Linked DNA regions of Zea mays: region 1 is linked to region 2. Evidence: chromatin contacts called from public Hi-C data. All regions are on one chromosome and are shown on one strand. The core of a region is the stretch at or near the end of the contact, and the rest is flanking DNA. Distances in the headings are between cores, read along the strand shown.

Region 1 (3,456 bases), core at 422-2,921, 200 kb after region 2:
CGGTTCCAAAAATGGTTTGTCGAAAAATGATTATTTGAAAATTTTGAATTAAAAATGCCAAACCAGTCCGTTTTTCCTGGTTTTTACAGTTTTTCGGCGAAATTCCGAAACCTGGTGAGCGGTATTTAAACTTAAAACGGTAAGGTAAACCGTAGTAGGTAGAGAGCAAATGATCTACTCCATCCGGATAGCTTTGGTCCTCCTTGGTTAAAGGTTTTTTTTTTCTCGAACGCGCAGGAGGACTGCACGTCATTATATTAAGAAAGGAAAAGGTCCAAGAGGACCAAACTACAATGCCCGTAGGGCAAACAGAACACTTGACCACACTCTAAACCCTGCTCATAATAGCAGGAAGACCAAAACTTGCTAGCTGCTTAGCCCCAGCCCTCTCCCAACAACTTAACTCATTCAGAAATAAGCTTTTAACAAAACACATGGAAGGGTTTACACTATCAAAAACAGCTTTGTTTCTAGTCAGCCATATGCACCAAGACCCCAAAATAATGAGACTGTTGAAGCCTTTCTTTCTGAATTTGGGCACCTTCTTAAGCGCCTTCCTCCACCAATCAGCAAATGAGATTTCATCAACAGCAGGAATGAGATCCCCAAGACACAAGGGAACAAGAATAGCATGCCAAAATTGCCTGGCAAAACTGCAAGTACACAAAAGATGTTGCACTGTTTCCTGCTCTTGGTCACAAAGAACACAAACAACCGGATGTTGCAGCCCTCTCCTCCTTAGTCTATCAGCAGTCCAACACTTATTCCTTATCGTCAGCCAGAGGAAGAACTTGCATTTTGGGGGAGCCCAGGATTTCCACAAACGTTTCCATGGCTCAAACGAAATTGAACCCATGAAAAAAGCCTTATAGCAGGACTTTGAGGAGAACATCCCAGAAGAAGAGTGCATCCAAACATGTCTGTCAGCATCATGAGAGAGCCTAACGTTCCCCAAAGTATCCCACAACAACAGGTATTGCTGCAACCCACTCAAGGAAAGAGCACCACGAATATCACTGACCCAATGCCAATTATCCAGAGAGCCTGTGCCACCGTTCTAGAAGAATACGCCTATAGAATATTGTTTCAAACTTCAAAGGTATACGTATACTATTCGGCCGTATTTACTGAGAAGTTTGTACATACTAGTATATTTCCATAATTGTCACGCCGTGAAAACACCCCAGCGCATTAATTAATTCTAGAAACATACGTAGCTAGTCCACCACTAACTAGATGGATTGCCACACCACCAACAGCAAACATCACGCTGGTTTACAGCTTACAAGTGGCCACGACAGTGACAGGCAGGGAAGCGCCGTGCTCGTGCTGCGCATCCATACGATGCGACGCATACGGCCGCAACACGCGCGACGAGCGAGAGAGAAAGAGCAACGGGACCGACCTCTTTTTTTTTCCTGGGCAACTGAATCGCACGCGGAAATCCCCGTCATGCCCCCCAGAGGGACCACTAGCGGCCCCGCCCCGCCCCGCCCCCACCTCGCGGCGGCTCAAGTCAAACCGGGCGCGCTATACCTATAGCCAGCGCCATCCGCGACCCGCAGGCAGGCCTCAGCGGGGTCGTCGGGACTCGGGACTCGGTCCTCGGATTCGGAGGCGGACCAGTGATATACCAAACCCAGGCCGCGAAACAAACCAGTCGCCGACCTCCCTCCATCCTTCCCTCTCAGGCACGCAGCTCGCGTGGCATTGCGTTGCGCGGCCTGCTTCTCTCCGGTCTCCACCGCGCCGCGATCGACAGCCCGGCCAGCGAGCTCCTCTCCTCCGCCTTCTCCTCTTCTACCGCTCCCGATCACGCGGCCGCGACATGGAGGACGACGAGGGGAAGAAGCAGCACCAACGGATCATCCCCAACGCCAACGGCCACGTCATGATCGTGGTCCCCGACGACGCGCACGCGCACGCGCTGCCCGCCTCCGCCTCCGCTCCTCCTCGTGACGCCGACGGCCCAGACGAGGAGAGCGGGGACGAGGAGGAGCGGACGCCGGCGGGGGCCACGTCCTCGCTGTGGCGAGCAGCGGTGCTGGCGCTCGCGGCGCTGGCGCTGGCGGCGGCGGCCTACGCCTGCCTGTACGCGGGTGGGGACGACGACGCCGGCGCGGCCTGGCGCCTCTTGGAGGCGCGGCGGCAGGAGGACGGCGGCGACGACGAGCACCCGGGCGGCCGCACGTCCTTCCTGCTGCCGCTCTACCCGAAGCCACCACGCCGCGGCGGCGACGACTGGCCGCAGAATTCCACGTTATTCCCGCACTCGCTCGCCGGCAACCTCTTCCCGGAAGGGTACGTGCAGTGCAGTGCAGGGCGCTGCTGCAAGGATTCGGTTCCGTACTCCGTAGTTGCGTCCTCCGTTCCTTTCGATGTTGTTTTTAGTTTTTACATCCTCTCGAACAAAACTGACCGGGTTTCTACGAATTTGTTCTTTCCTTGTTGTTTAATTTAACTGCCTTTTTGCCGGAGAAGGACTGCGTCCTCCTTTGTTATTTATTAGCATCGCATTGTTTCCCATTCCTTTTAAATGTTTACCCCGTACGTGCAGGCTATACTACACCGCTATCTCTTTGGGCAGTCCTCCAAGGCCTTATTTTCTTGACGTCGACACTGGGAGCCACACAACATGGGTCCAGTGCGACGCGCCGCCATGCGCGAGCTGTGCAAAGGTATGCGCATAAAGCTTCAGCCACATGCTCGACGACGATGCTCTGCTTTACTACGATGTTGTTTGTGGCATGACGAGCTTAATAATCGGTGGAAAAACACGAAGTCCCCATTCCAAAATTCTTTAATCCTGTAATGAAAACATTGTCCGATGTTGTTTCAGGGAGCTCACCCTTTATATAGGCCCGCAAGGACGGCGGATGCACTTCCTGCCAGCGACCCACTTTGTGAAGGAGCCCAGCATGAGAACCCAAACCAGTGCGACTATGAGATCAGCTATGCCGACGGAAGCTCCTCCATGGGCGTTTATGTAAGGGACAGTATGCAATTCGTCGGCGAAGATGGTGAAAGGGAGAATGCAGACATTGTGTTTGGGTATGGGCCAACCTTCCAATATGCATGTACAATAGCGATTGCTGTTGATTACCACTTCGTTTAAGAAATTAACTGCCGTTTGTCTTCCACATACAGGTGCGGGTACGACCAGCAGGGAGTTCTTTTGAACGCACTAGAAACCACCGACGGAGTTCTCGGCCTGACCAACAAGGCACTGAGCCTTCCTACACAGCTAGCCAGCAGAGGTATCATTTCCAATGCGTTCGGCCACTGCATGTCGACAGATCCCAGCGGTGCTGGTGGTTACTTGTTTCTTGGCGACGATTACATTCCCAGGTGGGGAATGACTTGGGTCCCTATCCGCGATGGTCCAGCAGAGTAAGTTGCCCCCACCCCCCTGTCGTCCTATGGAAAAACCATTTCAGTTCGTGTGGCTGTCGTTCT
Region 2 (3,887 bases), core at 815-3,314:
AACCATGGAACACCAGATGTATCCAGTAGCACATCGAATGGTGGACTAGATGACACACCAGATGTATAGTGCACAACGGTCGACTGAAGAAAGGCGCCAACAACAATTTGACATGGCATGTTTGGTGGCACACAGGACATGTCAGGTGAACTCTCACAACTGACTGATCTGACACCTTTATCCAACGATCACTTCTGAGATGACAGCAGACATATGTGGTGAGTATGCATAATCTTGAGTGGGGTTCAAATAGCTAGTTTCAAGTTAGGAGCCTATATATACCACCCAGCTTGACACAACTCCATCCTAGAGCTAAGAAACATCATCGATTAGTAATGGGATCATCTCCTAGCCATTTAAGTCTCTCAAATGCTTTGAATTGAGTTGTGTGGTTAGAATATACATCCATTTGAGAGCTAGAATAACAAAGAGTTGCTAGAGCACTTGTGTTGAGTTTAATGCAAAGTGAGGAGAATTCTTGTGATCAAAGTGTGTGGAGTTGCTGCTCAAGTTTGTAAAGCGATTAAGAGTGTCCTACTTCATGTGGAGAGCCTTTGTGATAGTTTGCTCTCGCAATTGCAAAAAGAAAGAGACTCAAGCTTGATGTTGGTGATCTCTTGAGTGAGGAAAGGGTTAAAAGAGCCCAGGTTCTTTGTGAACCCCTCGATGGAGTTGTAGTTTTTTTGTGGAATTGAACATTGATAAACAAATCTTGTGTCTCTTGTGCATTCTCCTTCCCTACTTGTATTTGCCTTTTTCCATCTAACTAATACTTACTTTGTTTGTCTTTAAGCTTTGTCTCTTCTATATTTGGTTGCTAGGCTCTATTCCTCACCTATGTTTTACTACCAATATAAGCAAGTTATTACCTTGGAAATTGACATTGGCTGTATTATCTTGTTCTAACCTCTCAACTAGTAATCTTCGGACCAAAGTTTGTTGTTTAAGTTAAAATTTCAGGTTTTGTCTATTCACACTCTCTAGGCAACTTTAAATAAGTACTAACGATTAATATACATTTGATTGATGTTTTAAGTTGCACTAATATATCGTGCTGCTTCAATGTTAAGTTGATTCTTTGTTTATCCAAAGACGAAATTAATCCAAAGTTGACTAGTATATATATACTTAAGTTCACCTCATGTAAACTATATCCAAGAAAATTTACCAAAAATATTTTTACTCTCTTTTTATCTATCATTCTAATTATGTGTGAAGTAAAACATTTTTAGTTTAACTTAATATATAAAAATAAAATATTAATATTTATGATACATATGATTAGATAGGTCATTCAACCTTTTTCATAAGAGCAACTCAAAGAGACTCTCTATATTCTTCTCAATTAATATAAATAGAGATTTTTGTAACAAGTTTTCATCCAATAACTTTTGTAAATGGTTATTTAAATTATAACTATTTTCTATTATGGGGTTTTCGCTAGCCAAAGATAAAAAACGCGAATGGCTCTCTAGCGTGCAAATAAAATATGGAAAAGCTGTTGGAGATTGAAAATATATATAAAAATGATTTTCTGTAAATGACTCGTAAAATGATAATTTAGAGAGTGAAATTTAGATAATCTCTTAGAGATGCTTTAATAATTCTATTTAAAGATATAAATATTATCAATAATTTTTACAATATTAGTTAACTGTCTATTTTTTTAATTTAATGGCGATATTTAGATAGAGACGGGGGAGCATGTTGGTTACTTCAGGGTGTGGATTGTTAAAGTTCCTCACTGCTCATAGCCTTACATCTGAACATCTCGTGGGACTGGGACGATAGACATGGATAGTAATATACTGTACTAAATATTTATTATTTACCTATATACCGCGCCGCCTGCTTGCGCGATACAGCCAGCCCGGGCCCCGGGATGGGCTGACGGGGAGGAACGCAGAACGCTGCCCTGCGGGACATCGGCCGCGACGGGGAGGATCTGCACCGTTACGATTGTGCGAACTTGGCGGGACGGGAAGAGAGATGCGCTGCGCCGTGCCGTCACCCGCCATCATCCAACGGGTCCAGTTCTAACCCCATTGGAAGGCTGGTCCCATCGGACAGTGGTACAGACTTCCTTCTCCGCAAAAATATGCTGTTTCCCAGGGTGGGAGTTACAAGTGTAGGCGATAACTCTCTCTCTTCTGCCCCTCCACGTAGGGTCTAATACGAAAAAGCCGACTTGTTATCAATCGAACCAAGCAACTATCGCTTCCGTCACCGAGGAGCCTCCATCTCTCCGACCGCCGCCGCCGCCGCCGCGGAAGGTGAAGCGATGGGGTTCTTGGACGGATTACGTCTCGACACGCTGCTTAAGCGCGTCTGCAAGTCGCTGCTCAAGAAGCGGCTTGGGGATCTGATCCTCGGCGACCTCGACCTCGATCAGTTCGACATCCAGCTTGGCCGCGGCACGGTGCAGCTCAACGACCTCGCCCTAAACGCTGAGTTCATCAACCATAAGGCGCGTTTTCTTCCGCACCCTCCTGCTTGTGTATTGTTCTCCCATGTGTATTGGAGCCGTCGCAGTCCGCTTCCCATTAAGCCGATTAGGCGGCGAAGAGGGAGGTTAGGTTTGTGACGATCTCATCGCCTACTGCCGCTCGCTTGTTTTGTTGATGATCAAATTGTGGCGTGGGGGAGTTAGGAATATTTTGTTTGATTGCCGGGTGGGTTTAGTTGTTTCATTTTAAATTCTGATCGTTATTTCCACCGTTTTGTGGCGCGAATTCTAGTTTTGGTATTGAGGCAGGGGTTTTGACTATTTTTGTGCTGGAGCTGAAGACTGGTGGCGAAAACAAGTGGAGCTTTAGAACTTTTTTGATTGATGCCTGTGTCAATTTTGGTTAATGTCAATTTGTTGTTCTATTGTATACTTCAGTATTTTTTGATTAGTTTAGTTTGTACCTTAAAGTTTATGGGATAGCTGCAGAATCTGATCTTGGGTGCAGGAGAAGAGGCTATGCACCTTTGTTGCAGTTCATTCCTACGAAGCATCCTAAATTAAAATTCATTACAATGTAAAGCGTGCACACACCGAAATGCTAAGTGTGGCTAGTGTTAAAATTCAATCTAGCAGAAAGTATTATGTGGTCAGTTAGTCTATAATTTTAATTGCTGTTCTTGGTAGCTTCAATACTCTTTATTTACTATTTCTGGTACTTAGCATACCACAATCATCTCTTATTTGAATCCCCCCCCCCCCCCCCCCCCCCCCCCCAAAAAAATGTGGAACCTGCAGAAGTGAAATTATTTGTTTCATGTCTTTCATCAGTTAATTTTCTGTATTATTTCAGTTATCAGGATCCCCTATTATGCTGAAAGAAGGATCAATAAAATCCCTGCTAGTTAGATTCACTACTAGCTGCGAGATTGTTGTTGAAGAATTGGAGCTTGTGCTTGTCCCATCTGTTGCAAGTGAAGTTGATAATGTGCATACTGAATGCTCTGTCTCTGGTAGTACTAGTGACACACAAACATTAGTAAACACCGAAAGAAGTGAATCTGATAGTAATCAGTGCTCCACTTCTGTATCCCGAGATGTGGATGAAGGTGTAAAAAGAATTGCCAATGCCATCAAATGGTTTCTGACAAGCTTTAATATTAAGTTAAAGAATGTCTATGTTGTATTTGATCCTCAAATCAATTTGAATAGTAGACTCCCAGAAACTAGTCGATCTCTAGTTTTCCGAATTAAAGAGGTGGAATTTGGAACCCAACTTGGTCTATTTAAACTGGACAACTTTTTAACTTTCCGTGAGGCGGTCATTGAATTTTTGAAGATGGATGATGTCGACACACTGCTTCAAAATGATCCAATTAGAGGAATAGCTGGCATTTCAGCAAGTCATAGTACTACTGCAGTCTTAACCGGTCCCATTGGT

The links. A called contact is a pair of places that touch in the nucleus more often than the background predicts.
Region 1: a contact with region 2 is called in a Hi-C map of leaf, with 5 times the contacts expected there. The contact joins the promoter of LOC100280120 here to the promoter of LOC109942396 in region 2. A contact is called at or near these places in 20 of 25 Hi-C or Micro-C datasets (bundle sheath, ear, endosperm and 6 more) and 2 of 3 datasets of contacts at active chromatin or transcription factors (leaf and seedling).

Annotation. Positions count from the first base shown.
Region 1 is chr9:35,688,934-35,692,389 of Zm-B73-REFERENCE-NAM-5.0, forward strand. It overlaps LOC100280120 (Aspartyl protease APCB1), which reads left to right and starts at 1,672. Exons shown (of 9, transcript NM_001153056.2): 1 at 1,672-2,301; 2 at 2,558-2,678; 3 at 2,840-3,051; 4 at 3,148-3,390. The coding sequence starts at 1,829.
Region 2 is chr9:35,493,212-35,497,098 of Zm-B73-REFERENCE-NAM-5.0, forward strand. LOC109942396 (autophagy-related protein 2) reads left to right here and starts at 2,065. Exons shown (of 14, transcript XM_020544352.2): 1 at 2,065-2,467; 2 at 3,300-3,887. The coding sequence starts at 2,282.